Regions from separate parts of the Columba livia genome. Here region 2 is linked to region 1. A link is a contact called in public Hi-C data. All regions are on one chromosome and are shown on one strand. Each heading gives the region's core, a stretch centred on a gene start, on an enhancer-like site or on the middle of the called end of the contact. The rest is flanking DNA. Distances are from core to core; before and after follow the strand shown. Region 1 holds the start of EVA1C (eva-1 homolog C). Region 2 overlaps CFAP298 (cilia and flagella associated protein 298).

Evidence for each region. A called contact is a pair of places that touch in the nucleus more often than the background predicts.
Region 2: a Hi-C map of liver shows a contact between it and region 1, with 2.0 times the contacts expected there. The contact joins the enhancer-like site here to the promoter of EVA1C in region 1. A contact is called at or near these places in 2 of 2 Hi-C or Micro-C datasets (crop and liver).

What each region holds. Positions count from the first base shown.
Region 1 is chr1:91,425,710-91,432,293 of bColLiv1.pat.W.v2, forward strand. EVA1C (eva-1 homolog C) reads left to right here and starts at 4,077. Exons shown (of 6, transcript XM_065066428.1): 1 at 4,077-4,623. The coding sequence starts at 4,497.
Region 2 is chr1:91,484,932-91,491,515 of bColLiv1.pat.W.v2, forward strand. It overlaps CFAP298 (cilia and flagella associated protein 298), which reads right to left. Exons shown (of 8, transcript XM_065066531.1): 4 at 5,398-5,465; 5 at 3,109-3,267; 6 at 2,490-2,621; 7 at 231-326; 8 at 1-130. The coding sequence ends at 20. Among named protein-coding and RNA genes, the nearest start is that of CFAP298, 6.8 kb to the right of the region's middle. Within about 2 kb of position 4,135, at least 1 of the 3 cell types and tissues checked has an H3K27ac peak away from gene starts, as active enhancers do.

The DNA of each region.
Region 1 (6,584 bases), core at 2,827-5,326:
TTTCATTTAGATGGGATGAAACATGAGGAGATTGGTTTCACAAACTTGATGTGTTCCATCTTACTTCTTTTTTGTGAAGTGGTCAGGGTCTCTATGGCATTATAATTAGTTCAGCCAAGAGCTGACTATGCAGGAAGCAGCTTATGACCACAAAACTCAAAACTTGTAAGCTAATTATGCTTTCTCTGAAGTGAGTCAAAAAATGGCAGAAATTAGGAAATATTTCCCCTCCTTCTAAACCTGCTGGGTGAAGTACTGTGCTCTGTATTCATTCAAACTTCTACTGAGATGTCTGAGAATGTTTCCTAACTACAGCTTGCAGAATTGCTCCTCTCAAGTTCAAATTATTGCACACTTGAAGATCTTGTTAGAACTTAAAATCTGTAGCACTCTGTGAGAACTTACAGCATCCAAATCACATTTAGGATTGAAAAAATACAAAAGAGGCTTCTCTACCACTATTTTCATTCTTGTATCCATAGAAATAGAGGTTGAATCAGGAAAAATGTGCTATGTTATTTTAAATAATCACCATATAGTGATTACTGTAAAGCATGTGCTTTGTTTTAACTGGTCTGGCACTCATTTCCATAGAAACAGAGAGAGGATAGCAGCCTGCTTGTTTGAACTGTCGTGTGGATTTCATCTGTGTCACAATGTAGGAATATAAAGCATTTTAAAATGTGGGAAAAGCCTGGGGTTTTCTACTTAGATTTTTTTTAACCCTCAAAAGCCAAAGAGAACATTAGTGAACTTCTTGGAAACTTTATTCTGGGACGAGAAAATAAAAATGACATATAAATTTATGGGAGAGAAAAGAGTAAGAAAAAGCAGTAGGAGGTATAGTGGGTAGATGTGTATATGTATGTGAAAAATTATTTCTGAGATTGTCTATTTCTGATAATTTTTGTTATGGTGCTATAGATCTTGTGATTTTTTTTTACTAATAGAAAATTTTAAGCCATCTAACTCAACTGTCTTCTATTATTTTACATTGTTTGTTCATTTCCTAACTGACAGCACCAATTTTATTAGAATTTCCATACACTAAGCCATGATACGAGTTTCAAATTGGCAATTTGGCTAAAGTTCAGAGAAAAATGAATAATATGGAGAAAAAAGAAATTAAGAGCTCAGATTTTGGCTTTGCTCCTGAAAAGCTTCCATGCCACAACACAGTTCCTGCATTTTTGACACTGTGAAATGATTTCTTTTGTCCCCAAGTTGAAAAGAAACTGTTTGAAACAGACATGATATCTAGTCTGCATTCGAACTTACAGGCTTTCATTTTTTCTTTCAGGAAAAAATGAATCTCACTCCTGTTACTTATAAGGAAAGGCCAAGGCTGAGAGATTCTGGAATTTTACATGCTGAACGTGTCTGGATTAGTTAAATTGTCTTCCAACGACTGAATATTGCCAGCTTGTAGAAGTTGCTTTCAAGGCTATGGCAAAGAAACACATTCTGTACATCTGGATAAATAATGCTTTCTTCCTTCCTACCTTTGTGGTTTACACTGCTGAGGACAGCAGGGATTACCAAAAGCATTACAGATTTTAGATTCACGTTGAATAGCAAAGTAGCTTCCATCCAGAGAGGGTGGGCGGAGAAATGGCAGTGCCATTTTACTGAAAACATGTCTTCAATTCCTGTTGGCTACAATGTCCAGAAATTGCACCCCTCCACAGGGAGGCTTCCCTAAAAGGCAGACATCTACATATAGCAGCACCCAGCAGCCTCTTGTGTTGTTATTCAACCCTCACTGCTTCACCTCCCTGGAGGTTACCTACAAGATTTTGAACCTCTCCAAGTTTAGTCATTGCACTTGAAGACTGCCTTTGCCTTTGGGTTATACCTGCACAGTGCCAAAAACATACCAGGCTCATTCCTGCACTACTGGGATGTTTTTTTCCTTACAGCACCACAGGGCTAGAAAAAGCCGTGTTGTCTCACTGGAAAGAGAAGATTCACAAGTTCTCATCAGGCAAACGGCCGCGCAGGATCTTCCGATTCAAAGACTTTCAAGCATGAGTACATGATATTTTTCAGTGATTTTTGACATTCTATATGTTCTTCTGCATTGTTTGTGCACTTGTCACAGTTCCACTGTCTACTCAGAGTCACATACAACAGTTGCCGTTGTTGACATCTATGCTCCAGGAATTAAGGAGCAATTCACAGAGAAGGAGGTGAAACACCTCCTGTTAGAGCTATAGCAGGTGGCCTGAATATGAGAACTGTCTCCAGGAACTGTACAGGGACTGAGGCTCTGGCATCCTGAAGCCATAGATCATCTGACTGCACTCACTTGAAGCTACTGTAGATATGTAGTTACGGTAGACATGGCAGGTAGACAAGTAAGTTCACTGTAGTCATCTAAACACCTTTCTAGAAGATCCATGTGTGGTCCTCAAATGCTTCTTTTATGGATGGGTAAAAATCTATGCCACTTATAACATTCCCCTGGCATTAATTTCTACCTTGGGTGGAACTGACCTCTCAGATCGAGTGCAGGAAGTGTCAGATTAAATGACCAGGTATGGCAATATCAAGGGAAAAATTTAGAGGAGTAGGCAGGAGACTCCCACAAGTCTCCTTCCAGTACCACAGTTGGAAGGCACAGGGCAACTGGTTCAGTTCAGAGGCAAACACTGTCCTTATCTGAAGCAGCCAGAAGGAAGAGCTTCACACACCTGGCATGCTTGTTTGCAGCTGCAGATGCTTCAGAGCTATTCTATTTTATCCTGTTTTTTCGGCATCTTTGATCCCAGTTATCTGAATTCAGTAAAACTCGATGCAACGTCCCTGACCTCAGGCAGGTTCATGTTAAACCTGGTTTGCTCTTATCTGCCCAGGACTAGGGAAACATGGCTATACTATGTGTGTTACCTAGTTGTTGTTCTGTGTGTGAAGAGGGAGAGGGTGAGGAAAGAAAGTGGACTCATATTCAAACATGAAGTTCAAGCTGGTCAAAGTTCAGTGTAACCTCCAGAAAGAGGTGCCAAAGTTTGGAAATTCAAACCTGGACAGGATCCAACTTCAGTTGGAGAAGGAGGAGAGGAACGGATTTAACAGAATTAGTTTGGTTCCGTCATCTCTCACCTATTCATGTTTTTTTTTTCAGGAGAAAGATCAGTGTGAACATGCATGACAGGATGTAAACAACTTGATGTTCTTGCCTACACACTTTATACTCGAGCACATCCCCAAGGCAGAAGATGCTTTTATGCCCTGTTTCCAGTGTTGCTTCTAGGCTCTCTTTCCCAAGGGCAGCTCTTACAGGAACTAGGAAATTAGTGTCCTGATTTATTTCCTTTAGTCCACTATACCTTAAAAGGAGATTCAAATTATATTTGATGGTGGCTTAGCAGGTTGTAACAACAATTTGTTTGAACTTTCCACTGGTTTACTTTTCAGCCTTACAAAAGACTTCAGGGAACAACCTGAACTCTCTCAAACTCACGTCAAGATGTTTTCTCACTTTGCAATGAAAGCTTTCAGCAAGCCTACACACTTCAAACTCAGCTATGCTGAACTACACAAGTCTTAAAGCTAAGGGCTGTGATAAGGTGTTGTCAGGCAACAACATGAGGAAACGGAGAAAGGGAAAGTTTCTTTTGCAACATGGAAGAGTCAGGGCCATTTCTTAACACAGCTGTTTGCCCAGTGAAATCTCCCATGCAGGGATTCTGCCGGGCATAGCTGTCAGCTTGGCTTTCCCCAGAGACCTGTGAGACAGCGTCTGAAGACAGGAGGCTGGGCTGGAGCGTTAGATTTGGCAGGGTCTGAAGAAGAAGGTCTGAAGGAGGGGAGGCAGGGAAATTGTGCTGCAGGGGACAGGGAGTGATGTAGAGCATCTTGCATCTGTATTGGGAATAATACAAGCAGGGAAAATATTGTCACATGAGTCAGGGTGTGTGTCTTAAGTCCGTGACACCCCTCTATCCATTGCCAAGCAGAATGAGGGGGGGGGGAAAATAAGTTGAACACAAAGCCCTCCGCACAGGGTGTGAAGGCGAAACGACGCCCCTTAGCCAAGAGGGAGGTGCCGGGACCTCGAACTGCCCGGAGAGGGGTGGAGAGAGCCGGGGGAGGGCGGGCGAGGTGCAGCCGGGTCTGAGTCAGCCCGGCCCGCACGATGCGCGTTGAGGGCAGTGCCAGGCACGGCGCCGCCGAGGAGTCGCTTCCCTGCCCCACCGCCCCCGCGGGCTCCCCCGCAGCGGCGGCGACGCGTCTCCCGGGACCCCACGCCGACCGGGACCCACTCCCGCCGCGGCGGGGGGCGGCTGCGCTGCGGCCTCGGCCTCGGGCAGGGCTGCTCCGCCCTCCTCCTCCTCCCGCGCCCCGCCGCCAGCGCTGTCCCGGGGCAGCCGGCGCTGCCCCGCGGTGGAGGGTGCCCGGCGGGCCGGGGGTGGCAGCGCCGCCAGCCGGGGCCAGCTCCATCATGTGAGGAGACGGGTTTGCCCCCCCGCCCCGGAGCTGCCCTCTCCCGCACCATGAGGGACGGGGTTGCGGGGCAGCACCTACGCCGGAGACAGGTAGAGCCCGGGCGGCTCCTCCGCCTCCTCTCCTGCCTGATCCTCGTGTGTAGCGCGGAGGTAGCGGCGCTCGCCGATTTCTCAGGTACGGGGCGGGCCGGCGGCAGCGGGGGGAGGGCCGGGACGTGGTGCCCGGGGCTGAGGGTCGCGGCCTTAGGGCTCGGGGCTCTGCCGTGGCGGCTGCGGGGTTTGGCGGCGGCCGCCGAGGCAGGAGTAAGGCACCTGCGCCAGGGGTCTGGCGGCGCTGCCGGCTGCCTCCCCTCCGTGACGCCGCCGGAGCGGGGAGCGGCCGTCGCACCCCGGCACCCCCGGCCGGGCACGGGTATGAGGTGCCGGGGCCACCTGCCTCCTGCGCTCCCCGGCTGGCTGGCGGACCCCGCCCGAAACAGCTCGGGAAGCTGCGTATTGGACGGGCGAGCTCCAGGCACGGCGTGTCCCGGGGCCCGGACACGGGCCTGGACCCAGGGGAGCAGGGTCGGATGATTCAGATGTGCCGGAGCCGCGGTACCGTGTGAAGGAGGGAGGAAGGAAGAGAGGGGTGAAGGACTTCCAGAGGGGTCAGGTGGGAAGGGACGTGAGGACTCGGAGTGTCGGTTTCTTCTGAGCTGCGCGGTGGGAAAGCCACGCGTGAATCGGCCAGGGCCTGACGCGAAGTGCGTGGAAGTCCCTGGAAATGTTCCCACTTTCTCCTGGAGACTTGGAGTCGGGCTCCGAGTAAGCCGTCCCTAACTCCGGTAGCAAACAAACGCTGCGCTTCTCTCTGCTGGGAGAGCGTTTTGGCTGGTAGCGCTGCGATGGTGAGAGTCGCTTTGAAGCGAGCCGAGGGACTAGTTGTCATTCAGTAATCACGTATGTGATCTCTGCAGGGGTGCTGTCTCATTGCAAAATGTTACGACTGTAGAAATTGGAAAGATGTCCTTGTTTCCAGCAGAACAGAGAAGCAATTTTTCTTTTCTGATTGAGAAAACTGCACTTCTGTAACTTTCCTTGTGCTCCAGGACATCTCACTGCTGTTAGAAAATGATTTAGAAGAGCAGTTTCTCTCCTTTATGTATTTCACAATAAGCACAGCATATTCTTGGCAGTTGCAAGCTTAAGGAACTGCCTCTAGGGCAAAAAACAAACCTTACCCTTAATGAAGAGAGGAGAACTTACCAAAAGTCAGTTGAGTGCACCGGAACAGTGTTAGTATATAATTAATAGTCCAAAAGTATTGTTATGCATATTAATATAGTTCATGTTAATACAGTTCAAAATGCAGAAACTATATAGTTTCTGCAGAAACTATTTTCTCAACCATAGATACATAAAATACATAAAATACAGTTTATGATGTTATTATTGTGTCCAGCTCTGTAAGCCTGAACATTTCTAAATAAGCAACCTCCAAATATAAAGACCAGAATTATATACTTGGATAAACTACCTTTCTTCTATTAGATTATTTTCTACATGTAAAGGCTTTGAAATGCTTGTTATCTCATTCTTCGGTGTTTTTTTGGCTTGACTGCTGGCTTGTAGATGTTAGTTTTGGAATCATGTAGTAGTTCTCCACAAGAAAATAAAGTAAATGTTCAAATTTTTCCTTTCAAATAGCCGCAGAGTTAAAAAATATCCCTCCAGTTTATCTAGCAAAGTTCCTCTCACAAAAGTCTATTCACATTTCAAATGAAGTTATTTAGATAAGGTTATCCAAGATACATTTCAGAAGTGCAGCTGTATTCAGTATTTCATTGTGTACTGAACTTTCTGAATAGGTAGAATGACCAACGTAAAATCTGTCTCACCTCAGAGATCAGCATTAAAAATGTCATGTGGACGATTTAGTAAATAAGATGTAGAAAAGAAAATCAGATTCCAAAATTCTTGCCAGACTGGGAAGTTTCCAAGCCTGAACAAATTATGCTCCCATTTTCTTTTTACTTTTAACATGGAGATGTAATCCAGAATGACAGAAAAGTCCAAAATGTTATGCCAGCCTTTTAAAAAAGGGTATTCAGAGCACACAGAGAAGTTTTTAGCTACTTCAGAAGTAGGTGCAGTGGG
Region 2 (6,584 bases), core at 2,885-5,384, 59 kb after region 1:
AAAAGGTGTTTGCAGAGCTTCATCTCGGCCCCCATTTGATGTCTTTTACACCGTGAAATTGCCTTTTCAAAGCGTGGTTGTCTGCCCACTCAGCATTTAGAAATGAGTCGTCATCATCCTCTTCTAGTTTCTGTCAACAGAAGTGAGACATTAAGGTGACAGCAATAAACGTAACCTGTGGTTAGTGGCTACAACTGCACAGCTCACATACAGTAAAAAGACACGGTTACCTTAAGTTCCTCCTGCTTTTTGTAGTAATACATCATCATCTGTTTTTGCTCTTCATGACTAATCAGAGGTTCACGCCCTGGAGCTCCTTGTCCTTTCTGAAAGGGAAATAATAAATTTTATTTATGATGGCGTTTGCGATATGAAAGAGAAGCTGCTATGCAGAGATAGAAAAATCTTTCTTTCAGACAATAGGGTTTCTCAAATTAAATAAGGTCCCACAGGACAGGAAAATAAATGTTGAGAAACTTCTGCTGCATTAAAGTAAGAATTATTTTTTCATCTCAACATCTGAATCAAGCTGTCAAATTTGTGGACATCAATGGAAGCTACAAACAGGACTGAGTCTATTTTACTTATACTTCTGCTGTAAAAGACATAATAAATCTCTCTGCTTTACATCCAATCTAGATGTCTCAGGACGGGCCCATCCATCTCTGGCTTCCCTGCTAATGCAGACTCAAAATGCCATATGACTTAGTAAAGCATGGAAAGAAGGCAGTTACAAAACACTTTTATTTTATTTGTTACTTCAAATGTATATTTTTCTAGGCAACTGTCTCATGGAAGAAATGATGCACACAGCAGAAAGTACCTGATGACAGCTATTGTCAACAACAGCAAATACAACAGTTTGAATAGAAATGGTGAACCCTCTCTGGAACAAAAAGGGTCTGAGGTGGTTTGAATTAACTCCCCAAGTCAAGAATGCAGGCATTCCTTGTAGTAATAGAAAATGACCATACTACTTTGCATTCTCTGAAGAGGTCCATCAACTAACTAAACAGCAAGACAACTTTCCTGGGAGCCTATGCTTCAATGGCTGTTAAATTGTCATGCAATTTTTCAGTCACCATAATAGGAAAGAGAAAACAATTCTAGTCTTCTAAATGAGAAACACATACATCACTTGACTTATCTTTGATTAATTCTATTGCTGACACCTGCAGATAACAACAGCTGCCATAAACATTAATGCTTTCTGTGGCACAGAAGCTCTGACTGACACAGAAGCAAAACGCAGCTCCAGAATAATTCTGAGCAATGGTTAAGTACTCTGAGACATTTGATAATCACAAAAGTACCCTTTGAATGTGGTATTTTATAAATATATATATATATATATATACACACACACACACAAAACACAGGTGAGCATCTTCTGACAAAGCTCTGAAAGTCACTTGAAACATCAAATATTCTTCCCTTGAGCATGGCATTCTCAGAGATGAACACAACTGCACAGTTAGCACAAAATCATCTTGTCCAAAAACTAATGAACAGCCCCAGGAACTTGGTGCTAATTCTGATATTGCAAGAACATGACCATTGTGTCAGACAATGGTACACACTGAATGACTGGGTTTTGCTGAAGCATCAGGTCTACAAACTGAGGAGCAGCAGATCTTTGCCTCACTTCAGCGCATTACTTCAGTGAATGACTCAGACCTGTGTTCACAATTAATATAGATGGGCTCATCTGCTTCAGTACATCTGATGACTGGGAAGTCTAATTTCTTTAAAAAAAATTCAGCTGAGAGCTTTAGGTGAGCTGGAGCCAACAGCACAACTGGGTGGTGCAGGCCCAGCAGCTTGCTCTTCCTTCTAGCACTTAGCAAATTCTCACCGAACACTTCAGGACTGCATAAGCTCAGGCCCTTCCACAACCCATGGCCTCTCAAAGAGGAGACATCCACATTTCCAAGGCAACTGAGAGAGTTTGAGGACCTGCTGTCAAGAAACTCAGGACATCACAGGCAGGAAATTCCTGAGTTACGGACACTTTCTTTCAGACAATGAACAGAATGAAAAGGGGATGAGAGGTATCCACATCACATATGCGCTAAACACTAAAACTGCTTTTTAAAGGCCAGAATAGGGACACAAAAACATTCACAAGTACAATTATTAAAACTGAGCAGACTGAACGATTGGCTCTGTTCAGTGTTCTGCACTGAGAACCAGCTGAGGTTTTTTTAGACTTTTCAGTTTTTATTTCACCTACTTTTAAATACCTCTTTGCTGTACTTTAGAAAGTGCTATGAAGCAAGTAATAGCAACTACAGTATTTAACTGATAGGCAAATGAAAAAGAGAAGAAAAACTTAGAATAAAATAACTAAAACCTTAAAATAGATGTACTGTTCTAATACACTCAAGCTGGAACTCATCTATTCGATTTTATACATCTACTGACAATTCTCTTCCACACAGAATTAGCCAAAGATTAATAGCGTGAAGAAATTTTCAAGTGATACTTACTTTCTGTATCTTGACAATTATGGTTGTTTTCTCATTTTTGCCTACATAGTCAGACAGCAACTTTGTTTCTTTCAACTCCTTTCCTGCCCACCATAATTGTGCTTCTGATTCTTTTATAACTTCAAGTCCAGCCTGTGACAAATAAACAAACAAGCTGAAGTGTTGGAGGATGTTAGTTTTTGCTTTTTTTCAAAACCAGCAAAGTTTTCCAGGATTTTTTTTTCTGGAATTCCTAACAGAAAAGCCAGTGTAATTTTACACTATACCTCTGCCACATCTTTCTCCTCATACTAATTGATGGCATTTTTGTTCATATTCCATTCAATCTTGATCTAACATAAACACTTTAGGCAACAAATTCTCAATACTGGCATTAGAAAGAAATGACAAGCTATTTAAAATGAGTCCCAGACTTACCTGAACTTTGTATGTGACATTTCAAACAAACTTCATTCATCTTATTTCTAGATAAGCTGTTGGTGCGCTTTTACATAAATTATCAGATAAAAATACTAAACAAAATCTGCCATGCAAATGAAAACAGCCATCATTGATAAAACAAAGAACAGCACAAGTTTATCCCAGGTACTACATATAATCCAAATACATTACTGCATACATGAGTTCCTGACAAGTCTTCTTTATCTTCAAGCTCCATCCTAACTGGATCATGTGGAGGCAATCCCATGGGATATACAATCATCACAGCCCCTCGGAGCTGGTCCAATGCATCTTTCACCATCTCCATCGTAACACACACATTGGCCTGAACTTGTTTCTGAAATACAGGCAGGGATCATGGGTAATTAAAAAAAAAATATGTAAAAAGACTTTGCTTTGTAGTCAGTTCAAATGTTCAACAGTGAGATATTTGAGCAAAGCTAACTGGCTGCACAAACTTATTAGGAGTGCAAATTTTCTTATTTGAATATTGACTTCTGAATACATCCCTAAACTTTTGCCCCTTCTAGTTTGCTTTCACTGGTTGGGGCAGGCGGAAGAAAAAGGAGAAAAAAAAAAAAAAAGAGATCTTCAACTAAATTGTGTAGGACACATTTAGTAACAAATGTCTGTGGGATACAGGCATTCAAACAAGTATGCATCTGACCACAGAAACTAGACGGGAAGTTTTTTCTTCCAAGTACTTGTGATTCATGAACAAGATTCAAACCAGCAGAATCCAAGTGAAGGCTAAAGAAGGGGCCTAAAACTTGATGGAAAGAACAGAGCACATCTGAGCAGAAGAGTAAAGCTTGGCATATTGCATGGCTTATGCAGAGATCTGTAAGATCAGATACTTGAGATCATTCCAAACCCTACTGCAATGGATAGAGGACAAACAAGATGCATCTGGAAGAGAAGAAATAAAAGTTTTTGCTTACGGATTTAACAGTTCCAATATTTTAAGTAACTAGGTTTATAAAAAAAGAGAGCAAGAGAATGTTGCCTCCTTGTGGACATTCTTAAACTAGTTAACTGACAAGTACTATTGGTTTCTCAATCTCAGATTATCAACTTTTAAATTTTTTTTTCAGTAAATACACAGGCTTATGTCTTCATTCTCGTGATTGTAAAGTGATGAACCTAACAAACAACTTCCCTAACTGCCCTTAACTTCATTCACCAGTGAATGGCAGTAATTTGAGGAGTGAGCATGCAGTGTGGCATTTTTGCAACTTTTGATTGTTTTTGGTATATAACTGGAAGTTTCACCCAGGAAGATCTGCGAAGTGGAGACCAGATCTGCAGATATTTTTGACTCAGGAAGTAAAACTACACATATTAATTTCCTCCCTGTTTAGAAACAGAGCTGATGGGATGCAATCCAACAGAAAAAAAAAATAAAAAGTCCATCTGGAGAAAATCTTTATAGTCCAGAAGCTTTAATCTGAAACATCTCTCATTTTGTGTAGATTTTGCTAGGCCTTTTGACACTCTGGCTGAAATCCTACCTCAATTCAGGAAAGGTTTGCTGCAACTCAGTGCACTGGAAGCACTGACAGGCAACAGGGCAGCTCTTCATTTGCCTGCAGGAGGCCCTTGGAAACACTGAGCTGCTCACTCTAAATAACTGATAGGACACTGTTATGAGCAACAGAACAGTCAAGAAGGCCAATTTAAGTGCACAGGCCACACTAAAAATTCAGTAACATTATCTACTTGCATAACTGGTTTAAAGCTTTTTAAGGTTCTACACATACCAATTACCAGAACTGTGAGGGAAGGGAGAAGAAAATCACTTGCGCATGTTTACAAAGAAGAAATCTGATAATAAATATGATTTAATTTGTGTTTCAGAGTCGTATGAAAGCTGAGACACAACACAGAGCACCTACAGGTTTGGTGAAGTTGAATAACTGAGACCATAGCCCCATCAGGGCATATCCTCATGCTTATCTTTAAACATACAAACTCACTGGGACTGAGTGTGAGCCCAACTGCTTGTAAAATCTAAGAGATTAGAACACATTCTTCAATTAATTATACATAAAACTCAAAAGACTATCTTAACGAGCAAAAGGTATTTTATTTCAGGAACATCGCAGAATGCAGTTAATTTTTCACCAGAAACACGACAAGCATTTGCCTAAAGAATGTATCAATAGCAAATTAAGAGCGTGTGGATAAAATTAAATGTGATTTAATCATTCAGTGTGGTCTTGGCTGCCAGCATTCACTTGGAGTTTAATATCTGATTCCTTAACTTGTTGAACCAGCTTGCCAAAAGCCATTAAGAAAATCATTAACAGAAGTGTCAGTTTTTATTAGACTATTCACATCACTTTGTGATACTAGTCAAAAACGGTCAGCCCTCGCCCTGAAAAAGTCTATTTTTTTCTTAAGTTGCCCAGCTACACAGAACCTATTAGAAAGTCCCACATACCGCATGTTACTTCAGGAAACTCACCTTAGAGATTAATGCCTTGGCTTCCTCTATTGTCTTCTTAATAACTTGCTGCATTTTTTCATTTGGAGCTAAACATAACAGACACTTAGTTAAGACGCTACACTTACTATAAAGAAACCAAGCAAACAATATGACCAGCTTATTCTCTACAGTAAGCAAATGAAACACTATTAAATCACAAAGCAAGAGAGACATTATTAAGTTGCAGCCTTTTTACCAGTTTGATAGTTCATTGCCACATTTCTGACTAACTTATGAACAAAAACCCCAACAATATCTCTTCTGGGAGAGTCAAACTGACTTTTCCACAAAGACATCTGACTGGTATTTGGAACTTCACTTGGGACAATGGTACTGAATAGAAAACAACCACCACAACCTCATAGTCCCCACAACCAAAACCAGGACTTTCCCATGGCATACTTAGGACTATTGTGGTCTTTACTGGCAAATGTGCTGTAACCAGAGACAACAGCTTGGAGTTTTCTGACTTTTTTCCTAATTAAAATCTCAAACTAACATCATATGCAGTTTTTTAAATACAATGTGCATTTCATATTAAAGTTATCTATTTTAATTGTTACAAAAAGCCTCTCCTCAACACAAAAATTCAATTAAATCATACTCATTCACAGCTGAACACTTAAGTGCATCATTTGATAGTATTTAGTTTAGCCCACATTTATACACTGTTCAATATTACAACTTTGTTAATATTACAACGCTGTCCTCCCACTGACAAATAAATGCCCAAGTACAATACTAGTGGTACTGTCCTTATGTTACCGTTGCTTGGAAACTTCTGCTGTAAGGCCTGACATTGCTAACAACCATGCGAAACAAGACAGGCTTTGTCTGCATGCCTACACACGGGACACTCAGCTGTTTCTGAGAACACAGGAGGGAAAACATTTGCCAATAACATAAGCTCTTGATCAAGTTCATCAAAGGCTTAAATTTGATAGGGCAACATGTTGTGTTGGAAGAATTATTTTCCCTAAAATAAGACACTTCGAGTAAGCGGTTTGTGTATTACAGGTTAAGACTAATTCAAAGATTCCTGCTTAACTGAGCTGTCCCTCAATCAACGTCTGAAGGGCTGCAGACCAAATGAGAGCTGTTGTGGTGTGTGTGCCGTGTCCAGAGCAGAGGGACAGACACCAAGTAGATAATAGTGGTCCCTTCTG